Regions from separate parts of the Gossypium hirsutum genome. Here region 1 is linked to region 2. Evidence: chromatin contacts called from public Hi-C data. All regions are on one chromosome and are shown on one strand. The core of a region is the stretch at or near the end of the contact, and the rest is flanking DNA. Distances in the headings are between cores, read along the strand shown. Region 1 holds the start of LOC107922465 (serine/threonine-protein phosphatase PP2A catalytic subunit). Region 2 holds the start of LOC107922179 (probable ubiquitin-like-specific protease 2B).

Region 1 (2,942 bases), core at 10-2,509, 160 kb before region 2:
TTATACTATTATCATTATCCGGTCAAAAGGTAAAATAAATATCATGTCATATGGTTATGGTTTATTTTTAAGACAAAAATGAATTTTAGTATTCCAAAAATCATCCTATCACCACACAAATCTACGAACACAAATATTTAATCATAATTTCTCTTCAAATGACTAAAATATCCTTATTGACAAAATTATTATTTTACCCTTCAACTCGTATTTTTAATCAATTAAGCTCAAAACTTAAAAAATAGCTTAATATTATTTCTAATTAATTCCAACAATCTAAAATTAATTAATTTTGTAAAAAATGAATTTTCTCATCGGATACACGAATAAAGTTCTCAAAAAAGTCTTGTATAAAAAATAAAAAAATTTAAGGCTTTACGATGACTAAATATTCATGATGGTTTTATTTAGAGTATGTTAGGAAGTGTTTGAGATTAAAATTTCATACCATAAATTGATATTGCAATTTGTTTTATGTTAGTATTTGTTTAAGAGGATTTGGAGTGTGTTTGTGGTGACTTTTGAGGGAAATTTTGGTCCTCTGCAATAATGTATCAGTACTATTATTGTTTTTATCAACACTTTGCAAGTTAATGATAAAAAAAATTGATCTAAGGGTCCAAGTTTTGATACCCTCATTTAAGTATTAGATTCAAGTTGACAATAGCTAAAAAGCTATGGTAAATAAGACCAGGTGCCTATACCTGGCACCTAAGTACCGATACCTAAGCTTAGATATAGAACATGGTCGCTCAGAGATTAATACCTAGCCCTTAAGTAGGGCATCTGCATTATTTTGGAAATTTTGGGCTCATTGAAGTGAGGCTCGATTTCGGTCACGAAAACTTCCATTTACCAATGGATTTTTCCTAAATAATTTCAACTTAATTTTACTACATTCATAAGAAGTTATTTAATTGACTCAACAATTTTCAAGCTTTTATTTGATTTTTATAATAGAGGTAATAGTTTATGGAATAGTATATGCATTTTTTTAAATTGTGTTTTTTTTTAATTTAGGATTTTTATTAAAAATATAAAATCTTATTTTTTGTATGTTTGAAATATAAAGTTAAAATTGACAAAAATTATAAAGATTGATATTAAAATAAGTGATTCTAATTTCCTTATAATTGTAGACAAATGAATTACAATTTTTAAATAAAAAAGAATAAAGACTTAATGTCTCAAAATAGATGAACTAAATTTTAAATTTCAAAGTGCATATAAAGCTATGGCATATTTAAATAAAAAAAGTAGGCAAAGGTTGAAAACTTATAAAGAAATGAGCTGAAAAGAAAAAGTTGTCAAGGTACAGGTGTCGCTTCCTCTAGATTTTTTACTGGGCGGAGCCACCGGGGGAGTCTGAAGATCACTCACCACAACAAATACTTGGAATTATTAATTCCAATAATTGCAAAAATGAGAGATTTCAATTTTCAACCAAACAAAAATTATAATAATTAAAAAGGGGCTAAAATTTGCCATTTCATTTGCCTTTGCATTTGAGTTTCATTTCAGACTGCTCGTTTCCCTTTCTTTTTATTCTCCTCTTTTAGCATTTTCATTTCTAAGCAGCGCTGCGATCCAAATAAGTAACCACCAACGCTTGGCGGATCAAAGTCAACCGTTCAGACCGCTTTTTTTTTTCTTTGTGTTTGTTTATTTATTTCCACGATTTTGCGGTCAGTGGTGAAAGGGGGGAATTGGGTGATCGGACGGTGGAGGAACAAGGATGCCGTCTCAGGGAGATCTGGATCGTCAGATCGAGCACCTGATGGAGTGTAAGCCGCTGTCTGAGGCGGAGGTGAAGGCGTTATGCGAGCAGGCACGAGCAATACTAGTGGAGGAATGGAACGTACAGCCTGTGAAGTGTCCGGTAACGGTATGTGGAGATATTCATGGACAGTTTTACGATCTAATAGAGCTGTTTCGGATAGGAGGGAATGCGCCTGATACAAATTATCTCTTCATGGGAGATTATGTAGGTATGTTTGTCAATTTTTCATAGGGTTCTTTCCCTGTTCTTTTAACTTTTTGGTGGATTATTTGAAGTTTGTTGTATTGATTTAAGAGTTTCCTAGTCCTTCCTCTTTTTTCTTTTAATTTTCTGAATAATATTTGCTGAGTTTGTTTTTGTTTTAAGAGTTGGAACTCATGAAAAAAATAAGGTTAGATAAACCTCTAGTTTTTGAAATCTATTAATTAGAAAATAATAGGTTGGCCGTAAATCTATTTTACACCTTATTTTTAGTAGGATTGCAAATAAATTTTTACTCCTAGTGTTAAATTAAAATTCTAGGGTAACTTATTATCCTAACCATCGATATGCCTGATAATTAACAAGACTGATAATATAATAGCATAATGAACAAAAAAAAAGCTCCATAGAATAGCATAATAGTGGTAGCTTCCGTGTTATATTATCATGTTACTAAAATTGAGAAAACAAAAATGCCTTTCAGCATCGCCCCTTAGATGCTTAAAACTGCTGAGAATTTTGGGTAGGAATGGTATTTGAGCTTGCCCTGCTTGGTCTAAACTGTTGGCAGTCTTTTTGATTAGTTTCTTACCTCTGAGGTGGAGTTGTACTGTGAGACTAAGTTCTTGGACTAAGTTTGGACTTTCAGCTTTTTAAGGAATTTTTCTATGTACTAGAAATAATAGCCACTATTGCGTCAATCCTTATAAATGTGAAGTTGCTACCTTGTCTAAAGCTTTTAGATGGTAAAGGGAGTGGGATGTAGGTAGAAGTCAGGACATTTTATAGTGCCTATATAATTTCTGCTGTATGCAAATCCATATTTATGAATTGGAAAGGGGTTTTATTTTAACCTTATTGCATATGTGCAGATCGTGGGTACTACTCAGTTGAGACTGTCACACTCTTGGTGGCACTAAAAGTCCGTTATAGAGATAGAATCACAATCCTTAGAGGAAAT
Region 2 (2,936 bases), core at 400-2,899:
TGATAATGATATGCAAATGATTTGTGAATGATATGAATTTACCATGTAAATAGTATATAACACGTAGAACATGTATGTATTGAAATAATGAATACCCTATTAAACGGTCTCGGATAGAGTCAAGTATAGTTGGCATACTATAGAATTAGTTATATAAAGATTACTTTGGTTTATACTAATGAGGCGTAGAGCGCATATTACTTTGGACCTAGTGACGAGGTGTTAAGAACGCATTGTTTCGGTTTATACCAATGAGGTGTGGCGCCAGTGGTAGAGCCAATGGGGGTTGGCAAGGGCCATAGCCCCCCTAAAGTAGAAAATTTTCCATTTAGGCCCTTTATAATTTATCAAATTTTAAATTAGTAATGGTAAAATTACACTTTGCCCCCAAAAATAATAAAAGTTTATACAATTAAACCATTTAAAATCCATTAAGTTATATAAATTTTTGGAATTTTTTTATTTATGAAAAATGTGCTATTTACTTCTTTAATGGTAGTAAAATCTCTCCAAAGCTTGAGTTATTCATTTAGTACATATTAAAATCAAATTTGAATAAGTATTTTTTAATTTAATTTAGAAATTGTATTAAAATATTATTTAATACAAACTAAATGAATAACTTAAACTTTGAAGAGACTTTATCACCATACGGTCTGGTGGAGCTATTAAAATCAACATAGGTTCCGCTTCGGCAGGAGGAGTTTTGAGAGACTAAAATGGTGAATAGATCATTGGGTTCAATCACAAAATAATGAATAACTTAAAATTTGAAGAGAATTTATCACCATATGGTTTGATGGAGCTGTTAAAATCAACACAGGTTCTGCTTCGGCAGGAGGAGTTTTGAGAGACCAAAATGGTGAATGGATCATTGGTTTCAATCGCAAAATAAGAATATGTTCTATTTTTCAAGCTGAATTATGGGTCACTTTCGATGGTGTGATATTGGCACAAGGAAATCTTCATGATAGAATATTGATACAGACCGATAATTTGGAAGTTATTGGGGCTATCAAGGAGTCCTTATTGAAGGGATCAAATTCCGCATTAATCAGGTGCATTATGCAACTCTTACGAAAGGAGGCGAACTGGTCCATAGATTAGGTGCCTAGAGAAGATAACAAGGAAGCTGATCAATTTACCAAGTTGGCTTTTGATCGAGAGGAAGGATTACAGTTATATTTAGTTTCTTATATAGTTTATTTCTAGTTCTTTGTAATGTTTACTTTCACAAAAAAAACATTTTTTTATTTTTTGAAACTTTCATATATTTAATATTTCTTTTTGAATTTTTAAATTATAATTTTTAAAAGAATTAGGATTTTTATTGAAAATATATTTTAAAACCTTAATTTTTATAATTTTATGTACTTCTTAAAGGTAATAACCAAATTGACAAAAACTGTAAATGTTGATGGTTAAAATAGTTATTCTATCTTTTTATATACTTACAAAATTGGATGAGGTGATCAAAATTAAAATGCAGAGACTAAATTTTAAATTTGTTAAGAGCACAAGGACTTCTAACAGATTTAAACCTATATAAAATTATCGAAATTATGAGGGGTGAACTTATGATAAATCCCAATTCCTTTTCCGATTGAATTCCTATAAATCAAAACCTACGCGCAGAGAGAAGCGTTCATCAATGTTTTCTGTCATCTTATTGATTCGTGTTATTTACTCTCTGAACATGCGCGTTGCTTAATCATCCTAAAGCCAACACGTTTCAAATCTTTTTCTTTTTTTTCTCGCTCGAGCTGGTTTTTTTCAATCTAAGTCGTTGGTTTACACCGAAATTAGGGTAGTGCCTTTCCTCTCCTTGGAAGATCGCGGGTAATTGGTCTCCTGTACGTTTACTCACTGAGTTTCTATTCCCGGCTCACCGAGTTGCCAACTCTTTCATTCATTCTGATTTATAGTCGTCTCACGCGCCAATGAAGAACGGTCTCGAGGTGTTCGACTTCAAGGAGGAGGACGAGATTTCAGAATTGGCAGCTGATAAGTACTTGAGTAAATTGAAAAGCCCTAATTTCGATGACGCCGCGACTCTTAAATGTCAGTTTCTCGAATGCGGTAGGTTTCTAAAACAAATAAATCTTTTTCTTTTTTAAATAATTTTTTGGGCGCTGAAAAAAAGCCCCTAGATAACCGATCGAATTTTCTGTCTAATTTTAAATACACAAAATCCTTACCTCCTTTTAATAAGGCTAGGGAAATGAAAATGAAAATGAAATGATTGAATTGTAGTTAGTAATTGTATGAATTTTATTTTACCAATATTGCAATGAGGTTGTAGGAACCAGTTCGGAATCACTGTTTGGATTGAATTCCATAATTTGGTCAATGCCACTTCCAAAAAAAAAAAAGAAAGAAAAGAAGTGAATGTTAGCTCTGAGTTCACTTCCAATGAAGCAACTAGAATTTTTCAGAGTATGTGGTCATTAGTAGATTGATTGTTTAGTTGTAATCCCTTATTGAGTAACGGTGACCAAGATGTGGAGATATGGTGAATTACAAGCTCTATAGATTGCTTGATCGATGTGAACATTTAGATGTGTCTAATAAGATGATACTCTTTTCTTTCACTAGCATGAAAACATTTATTTCTGTTTGGATTGCTTGTTTTGTGGAGATATGGTTAACTATCCTATAATTTGCTATGGTTTTTATTTTTGGTTTTTCATCTTTTCTGCATGTGTGTATGTGGGATTGGGCTTTGAAAAGTATGAGTCATATTCTCTTTGTTCAGCAATGGATGTTGAATTCGGGATGGTTAAAGTGATATTATATGCAAAATTTATTAAAAAATTGGAATTATAAGATAACTGTAGAGTTAGATGCATGGATGTTTCATATTTACTTAATACCCTGCTTTTCTGATAATAATTCTTTTACCTTTTCTTTAAGTTGCCCGTGGTGCTGCTGTTCAG

What was found. Hi-C and Micro-C count contacts between places; a contact is called where the count stands out from the background.
Region 1: a Hi-C map of leaf shows a contact between it and region 2, with 2.1 times the contacts expected there. The contact joins the promoter of LOC107922465 here to the promoter of LOC107922179 in region 2. A contact is called at or near these places in 5 of 34 Hi-C or Micro-C datasets (callus, hypocotyl, leaf and 1 more).

The regions. Positions count from the first base shown.
Region 1 is chrD01:26,112,787-26,115,728 of Gossypium_hirsutum_v2.1, reverse strand. It overlaps LOC107922465 (serine/threonine-protein phosphatase PP2A catalytic subunit), which reads left to right and starts at 1,259. Exons shown (of 6, transcript XM_016852514.2): 1 at 1,259-1,988; 2 at 2,854-2,942. The coding sequence starts at 1,736.
Region 2 is chrD01:25,950,719-25,953,654 of Gossypium_hirsutum_v2.1, reverse strand. It overlaps LOC107922179 (probable ubiquitin-like-specific protease 2B), which reads left to right and starts at 1,649. Exons shown (of 16, transcript XM_016852073.2): 1 at 1,649-2,079; 2 at 2,914-2,936. The coding sequence starts at 1,941.